2 separate regions of the Muntiacus reevesi genome follow, and region 2 is linked to region 1. A link is a contact called in public Hi-C data. All regions are on one chromosome and are shown on one strand. Each heading gives the region's core, a stretch centred on a gene start, on an enhancer-like site or on the middle of the called end of the contact. The rest is flanking DNA. Distances are from core to core; before and after follow the strand shown. Region 1 holds the start of NOCT (nocturnin). Region 2 holds the start of NAA15 (N-alpha-acetyltransferase 15, NatA auxiliary subunit).

What was found. A called contact is a pair of places that touch in the nucleus more often than the background predicts.
Region 2: a Hi-C map of blood shows a contact between it and region 1, with 4 times the contacts expected there. The contact joins the promoter of NAA15 here to the promoter of NOCT in region 1. A contact is called at or near these places in 2 of 3 Hi-C or Micro-C datasets (blood and muscle).

What each region holds. Positions count from the first base shown.
Region 1 is chr13:52,415,913-52,421,506 of mMunRee1.1, reverse strand. NOCT (nocturnin) reads right to left here and starts at 1,403. Exons shown (of 3, transcript XM_065904733.1): 1 at 845-1,403. The coding sequence starts at 1,340.
Region 2 is chr13:52,618,804-52,624,043 of mMunRee1.1, reverse strand. It overlaps NAA15 (N-alpha-acetyltransferase 15, NatA auxiliary subunit), which reads right to left and starts at 1,621. Exons shown (of 20, transcript XM_065905014.1): 1 at 1,334-1,621. The coding sequence starts at 1,387. It overlaps NDUFC1 (NADH:ubiquinone oxidoreductase subunit C1), which reads left to right and starts at 1,712. Exons shown (of 4, transcript XM_065905018.1): 1 at 1,712-1,949. The coding sequence starts at 1,727.

The DNA.
Region 1 (5,594 bases), core at 154-2,653:
GCTAGCGTGATGAAACTGCCCACTTTTGAAAGAGAAGCTTTATTAATTTTAAAAGTATGACTAATACTAATTTGTATGTAAATTGCGGCCGCGGTATTGAGGCCTCGGGCAGAAACTTCCGTGGCCACACAAGGGAAAATCCAGGGAACTTCCCCGGGGTTCCAGTGGTTAAGACTCCACACTTCCAATGCAAGGAGCACAGGTTCGATCCCTGGTCAGGGAAGATCCTGCTAGCCGTTTCCCTCCCCTCAACCCAAGGAAAATCCAGAGCACGTGACCTATACAACAGGTTCTTGGCAAAGAGATCGCATCACCTTTACAAGATCTTAACCCCAGGTATACAGGACGCATAATGACTCAAATATTAAGACTGGAAGGGTCCCCCAAAATTCAAGTCCAAAGAGTCAATGCGTGTTAATACATTTTTCAAAATTCTGACCACCTAAGCCATTCAGGCCACATGATCGGATAAATGTAACTTTATAGACGTATTGCATAAAATGTTCCACCATTAGCGCAGTAAGTAAAACACAATCTGCGGCATCGGAAGGGGAAAAGATAACGTAGGTCAAGAGCGAGAAATACTGAAACTGCGGCATCAAACGGGAAGGATTAAACGGAAACCTGGTACGGGGTTCCAGTTCTTACCGGACGCAATGCAAGCCCCAGGCAAGAGATGGCGAGAGCAGAGCGGCAAAAGAGTGCAGAGACGGCGGCTCCGGGAGAACAGGCACGGCTTCCCGCTCGCACCCCGCCGCCCGGCAGCCCCCGGCTTCCCATTCATTCCCCGTCGTCTCCAGGTGGCGGCCGCCGCGTTCTCCACCCGGAACGGCGGAGCACTCACCTGCTCGGGAGCACGACCTCGCGACGTCGCGGGCCGCCGAGGCCGCCGCCAGGAGCCGGGGGGACTGGAGCCGCGGGGCGGCCGTGGGCGAGAGGCGGCGCGGCGGCGGCGGGCCGGGCGGGCGGCGCAGGCCGGGCGCGTCCCTCTGCAGCAGGGCGGAGCAGAGCCGCCGCGGGCTCTGATACATGCCGGGCGCCGCCGCCAAAACCGCCGCGGCCCCTCGCGCGCCCCACCGACCTGCGGGCCCCGCCGAGGTGGGCAAGCCCAGCAGACTCTTGGGGCCGTCCGAGCAGAGGCTCCGGGGCTCCTTCTCCTCCAGCCGCGGCTCGGGGGAAGGTCGCAGGCAGACAAGCCCGAGACGGCGCGGACAAAGCTGCGGATGCCGCGAAGCCGAGGCGCTGTCTGCCGCGGGCCGGCTGGAGCTGGAGGGTAACCGGCGAGCGCAGCGCGCTGACAAAGCGGGCGCTACCAAGCGAACCAGGGAGGGGGTGTCCATGGGACCGGCGCCAGGCGCGACCTGGCAGGGACTCGTAGAACCGGAGTGATCCTGCTTTGAGAGGACGCAGATCTTCAGCTATTTATAGGGGGGAGGCTGTGGGAGGTTTAAGGTAATAAGTATCCCTCAAGGCAGTTTTAAAGAAATGAGCCTCCCCTTCCGCTGGGTGGAGTGGAAACGTCCACAGGCTGGGAGTCCCAAGACCGTTCCAGGCTATGGCCCCGGGGACACGTGTGTGTCCGAGTGAAAGGCAGCATCCGTGTACGCGTGTAAGTGAGAATCCGGCAGAGGGTGTCTGTCCCCCACCCTTTAGGCGGGATGTGTGGCATTAAAACGAAATTAAGCACGATAAAGCCCCTACTGTGTGCAAGTGCGACGCAGAGTAAGAAAACGTCCCTTTCCTCAGGAATGTTATCCTCAGGCAAAGGGGGCCCAACGTGGCAAGAGAAATCAGACCATAAAGCTGTACAAGGTGTATTAAGATCAGTGCCGTAAGTTTATGTAAATTTGGCGATAGAGGTCTTAACATGCCTGGGTTTTCTAGAAGGCTTATTAAAAGATTGGCATTTGTGTTGGGCTACGACTTGGATTTACATTTGTGGAATTTGGGAGGAAGAGTGGTGGTGATTTACACAGGCAAAAAAGGAAATAAAGCAAAAAGCCCTAGGTATCTTTGCAGCAACATCTCTTATGTAGGATGGAAGCAAGGAAGTAAGGCAGATGCTTGGATAGGTTATACTGCGTAAGGCAGATTGTATTAGACTTAACATGGTAGAAAAGGGTGAGCTGTTTTGTCAGCTGGGCAAGGATATGTCTTAGGGCCGTGCTGTCATTGGAGGTCAGGTGTCTCGGGCGTGTGAAAAGGCAGAAGAGAGTAGACTAGCTGATATGAAAGATATTCTAGACTTGCATCTGGTACTGGAAAAGAATGAATGGAAGAAACATCTCAGATAGCTTGGGCGGGAAGTGATGGCTAACCAGAACAGGAAGTGGGGTGAGTGGGAGAGATACCCAAGACTCGGTTCCTCTCTGAATGATTTATGACCTAGAAATGTTTTCTTGTTGGTTTTCCCATGATTTTGCTGAGTCTAGTGTCTTGTGGAATTGGAAGCTTTTCATGACTAAGGATATTCAAAATATTTTTAAGACCTGGGTTATATATTCGACACCCAGAGGGTGTGGATGTGTCAGCTGACAGGGTTGATCATAACTCCTGGGAGACATCCTCCTTGGCAAATCGTTAAATCTCTTAGTCTCACTTTCCTTATCTATAGAAAGTCATAGCTTAGTCATTAGGTCAAATAAAAGGTGATGATCAAACCAGTCCATAAAAAGTGTTCTGCAAATATAGCAAAATGTTGAATTAGAATCTAGGCTCTATGAGAATTCACTCACAGTTCTTTTTCTTTTCCATATGTTTGGAAATATCCATAATAAAGTGTTGGAATAAAAGTGCTTTGAAAAATTAAAAGTACTGTTTGAATATAAACTGTCATTATTAAAAGGGATTCAAAGAGCCTGCTCTCCTGAAACTGGGTCGGTAGCATTATTTTTGGTATATGCTAAATACTGTATACTTTAAACAATCAGAAAAGTATAAATTAAAACTTTATTCGCTTCAAATTCATTTAGGGGGCTGGTAGTTAAATCCCCAGGTTGACCGGGAGCCAACCCTGGTGGCTCAATGATAAAAAGTCCATCTGCCAATGCAGGAGACACAGGTTCAATCCCTGGTCCCGGAAGTTGCCAGGGATACCAGGGAGCAAGTAAAGCCGGCCGCCACGACTACTGAGCCTGTGCTCTGGAGCCTGGGAGCTGCAACTACTGATCCCACGTGCCACAACTTCTGAAGCCCTAGAGCCCTAGAGCCTGTGCTCTGCAGCAAGAGAAGCCACCGCAATGAGAAGCCAGCACGCCACTACTTGAGAGTAGCCCCTGCCCACGGCAACTAGAGGAAGCCCTCGCACAGTGACAAAACCCTAGTTGCAGCCGAAGATAAATAAAAATTAAAAAAAAAATTCATTTAGTAAACATTTGTTGAGTACATATTATGTGTCAGGCTTCACAATAGAGGTAAATAATGAACAAAGTTTGCTCACAGTTTGGTGAGTGAAACCTTGTATACATAGAAATACTTACGTCATCGGATAATAAATATAGAATCATGATTTGAACAAGGTGCTGTGGAAATGAAGAAGAGGAAGAGCCTCACTGCCTGTAGGAGTCAGGAGAGACTTTTTGAACAAAGTGAATTCCAGGCAGGAAAGGCTTAGGGAGAACCACTGAGGACAGCAAAAGAAGGAAAGGAGGGATGTTCCGGGAACAGCAAGTACCACCCTTTGATAAGCCTTGAGTGCAGGCTGCCTGTAAGGGAGTGGCAGGAGATGAGGTGGAAATTGTGAGCAAGAAATAAAGTGTCAAGCGTTTCCCGAGGAATCTGGACTTTATCCGAAGGTTCTGGGGAACCTCTGAAAGACAGGTTCCACTTTCAGGATGCAGTTTTGGAAAGATCATCTGTCAGCAGTGTGGAGGATGGATGGGAGGCCAGGGAAAAATAAGCACAGTGTGGGGAGGAAGAGGACTTGTTGGTTCAGAACCTCTGGAGGAGGGCCAGGGTAGGCACGCTTCTTTAAAAAGCAAACCACAGAGGTGACTCTGATGTACATCTCTGTTTCTCCCTCCACACAACCTCCCAAACCAATAAACTGGGGCAGAGGTAGTGGAAAAGAGATGGGTTTGAGAACTGTGAAGGAGACAGAAACCACAGCATTGAGGAACAGATTAAATCTGGGGGGTGAGGGAGGAGAGGACAGAGCCCTTGGTAGATAATGATAACAAACAAGGAAAACAGGTGGAACATATAATTGAGATGCCTCTGTGGAACACCCAGGTGGAGTTACTTTGTAGGCAAATAAACTAAGACTGGGCATTCATAGAGCAGTCAGAGACAGACACTTTTGAAAGTCTAGGAGTTAAACTCATGGATAATGAGGTTACTCACAAAAAGTCTTTTGAGGGAGAGAAGAAAAGTGTTAAGGATTAAATTCCTGTGAAACATACATCTTTAGGGATGGTTGGAAGGGAAAGAGACTTGAGACCTGGTCAGAGAGGGAAAACAGGAAGGTTGGTATCTTGGAAGTAAGGGAACCTAAAGCTGCCAGAATAGAACCGTGATGAATGCTGCCGAGAGGTCAAGGCAGCAAGTGAATCCTTTGGATGTGACAATTAGAAGGTTCTTCACGTGAACCTTACATGGTGGTGGAAACCAGACTGCAGTGGTCAGCGGGGCTGGAAGGCAGGAGACCCATGAAAGAACAGTGCCTTGAGGAACCAGGTGAGTCTTCTTTTTCTCTGAAGATTGCAGGAACCTCAAATTATAAGTTGAGGAAAAGGAGCCAAGAAAGACAGAAGTTCGTTTTTCTCCTATTGAGAATTTCTGCAGTTCTAGTTCTTTTGTTAACGGCTGAAGTGCAGCTATATATACACATGTACATACATATACACACATATATAGATACACACGTACATATACACACAAATACACATATGTTTATACATATGTGGGCATGAGGAGAAGAGAAATCTCTCTCTTCCTCTTCTTATGAGGCCATCTGTCCTATTGGATTAGGGGTCTACCTTTATGACCTCATTTAACTTTAGTTACCTTCTTGAAAACCTAATCTCCAAACATCATATTAGGGGTTAGGGCTTCAAAATATGAATTTGGAGTGGGTGGGTGGGGGGCACATTTCAGTCCATAGCACTGTCCGAGGGCTTCCCAGGTGGTAATAGTGATAAAGAATCCACCTGCCAATGCAGAAGACACATGGGTTTGATCCCTGGGTCGGGAAGATCCCCTGGAGAAGGAAATGGCACCCCACTCCACTGTTCTGGTCTTGAAATCTCCTGGACAGAGGAGCCTGGTGGGCTACAGTCCATGGTGTCACAGAGAGTCGGACAGAACTGAGTGACTAACCACATACATACATATATACACTGTCCCAAACTGGAAATATATCAGTCAACAAGTAGTCGAAAGAAAAAAAAGTAATGAAGACTCATTCTTTACTAGAAATGATTCTTCACTTTTTAATATCTGAAGTGATATCACCTTCAGCATATTTTAAAATGCAGAAAAATCCCAATTGCTTCAGCTCTATTTTTATAATTATTAAAGAACAAAATTTTATATTAGGCTATTGGAGTTTTTTATAACCCTTTTCTCAGAAGGGAGAAGACCCTGATGCTGGGAAA
Region 2 (5,240 bases), core at 372-2,871, 200 kb before region 1:
ATGTTCTTGTAAAATCAAAGTTAGTTCAACGTCTCTAGAAAACCCGGGTCCTAGGAGTTGTTATACTTTTCAAACAAACGAAATACATTTAAATTGCAAAAGGAAAACACTAACACTTCCGGAACACACACTCCAAATTTAAGTCTTAAGTCTGGTTGTTGCTCAGTCTCTCAGTCGTGCCCGACTCTTGGCGACCCCATCGATTTCAGCTCGACAGGCTGCAGCGTGGCAGCTTGGTAAACGTAGTTAATTCTTTCAAAGAAATGTATGCATGAAAGCGGCAACCCACTCAACAAAACGGTGCTACAGTGTTAATTATAGCACCTAAACTACAAGACATTCTACAACGTAAACAGTCCCTCCAAACATCATCTTATTAATGTATCAAAAAAACAATGCAAACTGCACCTATCTGAAATGCAGGAAATTATCGAGCCTGAGCTACCGTCAAAAATATCCATTTCAAAAGTTCCTATATTCTCTTTTCTCTAATTTCTTGCATCCGTGTTAACACACTTCAGTCTGCAAGAAACCCTTGTCTAGAACTTCTCAACTAAAAGCTCTCAACTTTTCACTTCCTACCGGACCGCCCCCTCGCAATGGGCACCACCTCCAAGGAGGGTGATGGGGTGGGGCTGTTTCCCGCTCGGAAACTAAGAAATAAATGTCTCTTCCCTACTCCAGAAAGGAGGGAACGAGAGAGGCCGAGAAGCTGGAGACGCAAGCATCCCTACTGACTACAAGGGTAGTCGTTTAGAAAACTTCCTCTCCTTCTGAACGCCTTTCTTCCTTCCCTCCTCCCAGGTCAATCAGGGACCCCGAGTCGGGCGGGGACAGGTGAATCCCAAGAGGAGAGGAAGAGGGAGGGACTGACCATGGAGGAGAGCCGCGCTTGGGCAATGAATGAGCGGTGCGGCATCCGCACCACCTGTTCCTTCCAAGGGTGCCACCCTGGCCTGCCGGCAGCGTTCCCACACCAGCCGGGCCGCCGCTCCTGCCCCTGTTGCCCGGTTCTCTGCTGAAGGCAGGCCTCTCCTCCCTTCGCTCGGGACGAATGAGAACCGGTCGTCTAGAACCTGGGAGCAAGGGGCCTACTCCGGAACCACGGCCTTCGGAGCGTGGGGACCGGGAGGAGGAAACCTGCGGTCCCGGGCGCGCGAGCCGAAGAGGGAACCCCAAGGAAGGGACGAAGGAGTGCATTCGGCCTGACTAGGAGTACGAAGGCGGGGTCCCGGGCGGGGGTGGCCCGGTGCCCGGTGGGCCGAGGTTAGGGGTGACAGGCCCGTGTACCGGCTAAATCCTCCTCACTGCCTGCCCGGAGCCTCACACTTACCAGGATCCGCTTGAAGAGCGCGTTCTCCTTGGGCGGGAGGCTCACGGCCGGCATCGTTCCGGCTCCTCCCGCTGCTCCCGCCACCGCCCGGCTCGGTCAGCCTGTTTGTCCGACCGCCGCCGCCGCCGTCGTCCTGGCTGCTTCAGCCTTGATTGCCCGGATCCACCGCCGCCACCAGGCCTCAGGTGTCACCGCGTCGCCCAACCCCGACACCCCCTTCCCCTCGTAGTCTTTTTTTTTTTTTCCTTTCTCACTTAACACTGCCGCCGCCTCCCCCCCCACGGGTCTCCGTCGGCGGTTCACGTGGTAACTGAACAGACCGACAGAGGCAGCCAAAATGGCGGACGCCGAGGGCTTTCCCACCCGGGTCACATCTACTAGCGCGCAGGCGCGATGACCTTCTTTCCCCACCTCCTCTGTCCTGGAGCTTGCTGGGAAACCTGGGGGCAGTCAGGCCCGCGGAGGCCTCAAGGGTCTCGCCAGGCCCCGCCTATCCTTTTGGTTTCTCGTCTTGGAGGCGCTGGGAAAGCGTTGGGAAGAGTGACCGGCTGCGGTTCCGACCGCCTCAGCATCGCGTCTCCACTGCTAATTGCTAGACTGGCCTTTCATTCATTGGGTAGGCTCTCCCAGTCTGTATGATCAGAGTTTGAGCCTGAAATGCTAAAATGCGGGTGTTCAAGAAGCGCTGTGTTTGATCGTGGACAAAGTGCCTGGTTGAGCAGCAGAGGCGGAGGAGACTTGTAAACTGATACAGGGAGGATGGAGCTTAATGGAGTCTGAAAAGCGTGAAAGAGTTAACCGATTAAATGGGCCTGGCTGGGGCATCCAGGATTTACTTTGTTACTTTAAGAGGACCCTGGAAAGGTAGTCAGCCTTGCACTGCCAAAGAAACGTCTGAAGGTTAAAGTGTGTGTTTATATTTTATCAGCGAGTTCATGCAATGCTGTGTTGAGTCACCTTGGGGTAGTGAAGAATTCAAGGTCACTGACTCCCTTGCAGCTGGCTTCAAGCAAGTGCTTAATACTCTGACTGCCCGTCACTAGAAATCCTTAAATCTTAGGAAGCCGAAGAGTATCCGGCAGGGATACTAGAGAACTGCTGCAGTAAGCAAGGTCAGACTGGATACCGAATAGAGCCTCTTCGAAGTCATTTCACTAAAAATCGACAGTGAAACTATTTTAAAAGTGGCATTCTATCAATGACCACAAATTTTCACATCATATGAACAATTTTATCTTTGATTGTTTTTGATTATCTCTCTCCAGATCCTGAATTCCATCAGTAGTAGCATTCTTTACATGGAGTCGTTAAATAAGACTCCCAGTAGCTTTGATCTTTTAATCATAGTTACACAGATATTTTGCTGGTTTTGGCTTGCTCTTTAATGTGCCATGGAAGGTGTGAGATGAGTAAGATGTCTTCCTGTGGAAAAATCTGGGACTAATACTTGAGTTTTCTGGCTGTTATCTCGAATGCCCTCTCGTTTTGCATGGGTCACCAATAAGATAGTTGCAGTCAAATCGCAGAATTTCTTGAAATTCTGTGATCTCTTTAAAAGTTTCATTAAGAAAATTCTGGGTATAAGAAACAGTGTTTGAGTTTTGAAATATAACCAGTTTTTTAACTTTAGTTTTAAAAGAAAAAAAAATCTAAGAACTAATTTAGAATTCATAAAAAATAGTTGTTATTTAGTGGTAACATTCAAACTTCACAACCCCCCCCAAACAGGTTTTTCAACTATCTGAACTATTAAAAAGTAGAAAAATTGTGTAACTTAAGGTGATAATTTTAGTTTAGCTTCTCACTCAGGTTTCCAAATCTCTAGCTTCATATCCGAAAGTACTTTTAGCAATATTATTTGCTATATTTTCCGGAGTACTTAGCAATATTATTTGCTATATTTTTCTAAATTTCTCCTGTAAATAATCTGTTTTCACCATGAGGGAAGAAAGTTTCTGATCTTTGAAACACCTGAAGCTGACTAACTGAATAAATGAGCCAGCAATATAGTTTGGCAAATATGTTCCTTTTGGCTGATGACGAATAACAATATTTAAGACTCGGTGAATACTAGTCTGATTCAACATTTATGTGAGTTACATTCTAGCTCAAATGCACCTACTGATAGTTGGACCACACAGTCCGTGATTTATAGCCTGAACTCAATAAAATGTCTACTCTGATAGATTACCACTATTTGACAAATAGAAATCCCATTTAACAGGTTATACTCTGAATGACAGCTATGTAGGGAGTTAACATATCCAAGGCTAGATGTGAGGTGGTGATGATGATGATAATGGTTAGTTCATTCATCTTACCCCATGTATTTGCATGTCACTTTTGTGATAAATCAACCATAACCAGATGGCTCAGTGATAAAGAATCTGCCTGCAATGCAAGAGCTGCAGGTTTGATCTTGGGTGGGGAAGATCCTCAGGAAAAGGAAATGGCAACCCACTCCAGTATTTTTGCCTGGGAAATCCCATGAAGAGAGGAGTCTGTTTGGTTCCTGTCCATGGGGTTGCAAAAGAGTGACTAAACAACTAAGTCATTAACACTAAACACAACTAAACACTAAGTCATGACTTAGTGACTAAACAACAACAACCATAAATATATAATTTTGCAAACTTTAATTCTACAAAAGGGAGATGTGGAGTGAAATTGCTGTCTTCAGATATGTAACGTGTTCTCTATTGACACTTTTATATCTTTATATATTTAAATTTTATAGAAGGAAACATAAAAGAAATCTATGTATTTGCCACTTAACATTTACAAAATATTAACATTCTGTGATTGCTTCTTTCTTTTATGTTTTTTTTGTTTGTTTGCTTCTTTCTTTTAAATAAAAGCTTTCAGATACTCCTTCCGTCCCTCTCTAGATTCTGAACTTGATATAGAGTACTCTCATACTTCATAAATCAATAAACATGTTGTTGTTGTTTGGTCACTAAGTCACGTCTGACTCTTCACAACCCCATGGACTACAGCACACCAGGGTTCCCTGTTCTTCACTATCTCCCGGAGTTTGGTCAAATTTATGTCCATTGAGTCAGTGATGCTATCTAACTATCTCATCCTCTGCCGCCCCTTTCTCCTTTTGCCTTCAGTCTTTCCCGGGATGAGTCTTCTCTTTCGCATCAGGTGGCCAAAGTATTGGAGCTTCAGCTTCAGGATCAGTCCTTCCAATGACAACTGCTCATGGTTGATTTCCTTTAGGATTGACCCGTTTGATCCCCTTGCTATCCAGTTCAGTTCAGTCATGTCCGACTCTTTGCGACCCCATGGACTGCAGCACCCTAGGCCTCCCTGTCCATCACCAACTCCTGGAGTTTACTCAGATGCATGTCCGTTGAGTCAGTGATGCCATCCAACCATCTCATCCTTTGTCATCCCCTTCTCCCGCCTTCAATCTTTCCCAGCATCAGGGTCTTTTCCAATGACTCAGTTCTTCACATCAGGTGGCTAAAGGACTAAAGCTTCAGCATCAGTCCCTGCAATAAATATTCAGGACTGATTTCCTTTAGGATGGACTGGTTGGATCTCCTTGCTGTCCAAGGGACTCTCAGGAGTCTTCTCCAACACCACAGTTCAAAAGCATCAATTCTTTGGCGCTCAGCTTTCGTTGTAATCCAACTCTCACATCCATACATGACTACTGGAAAAACCATAGCTTTGACTAGATGAACCTTCGTTGGCAAAGTAATGTCTCTGCTTTTTAATATGCTGTCTAGATTGGTCATAACTTTTCTTCTAAGGAGCAGGCGTCTTTTAATTTCATGACTGCAGTCACCATCTGCAGTGATTTTGGAGCCCCCCCAAAATAAAGTCTGTCACTGTTTCCATTGTCTCCCCATCTATTTGCCATGAAGTGGTGGGACCAGATGCCATGATTTTAGTT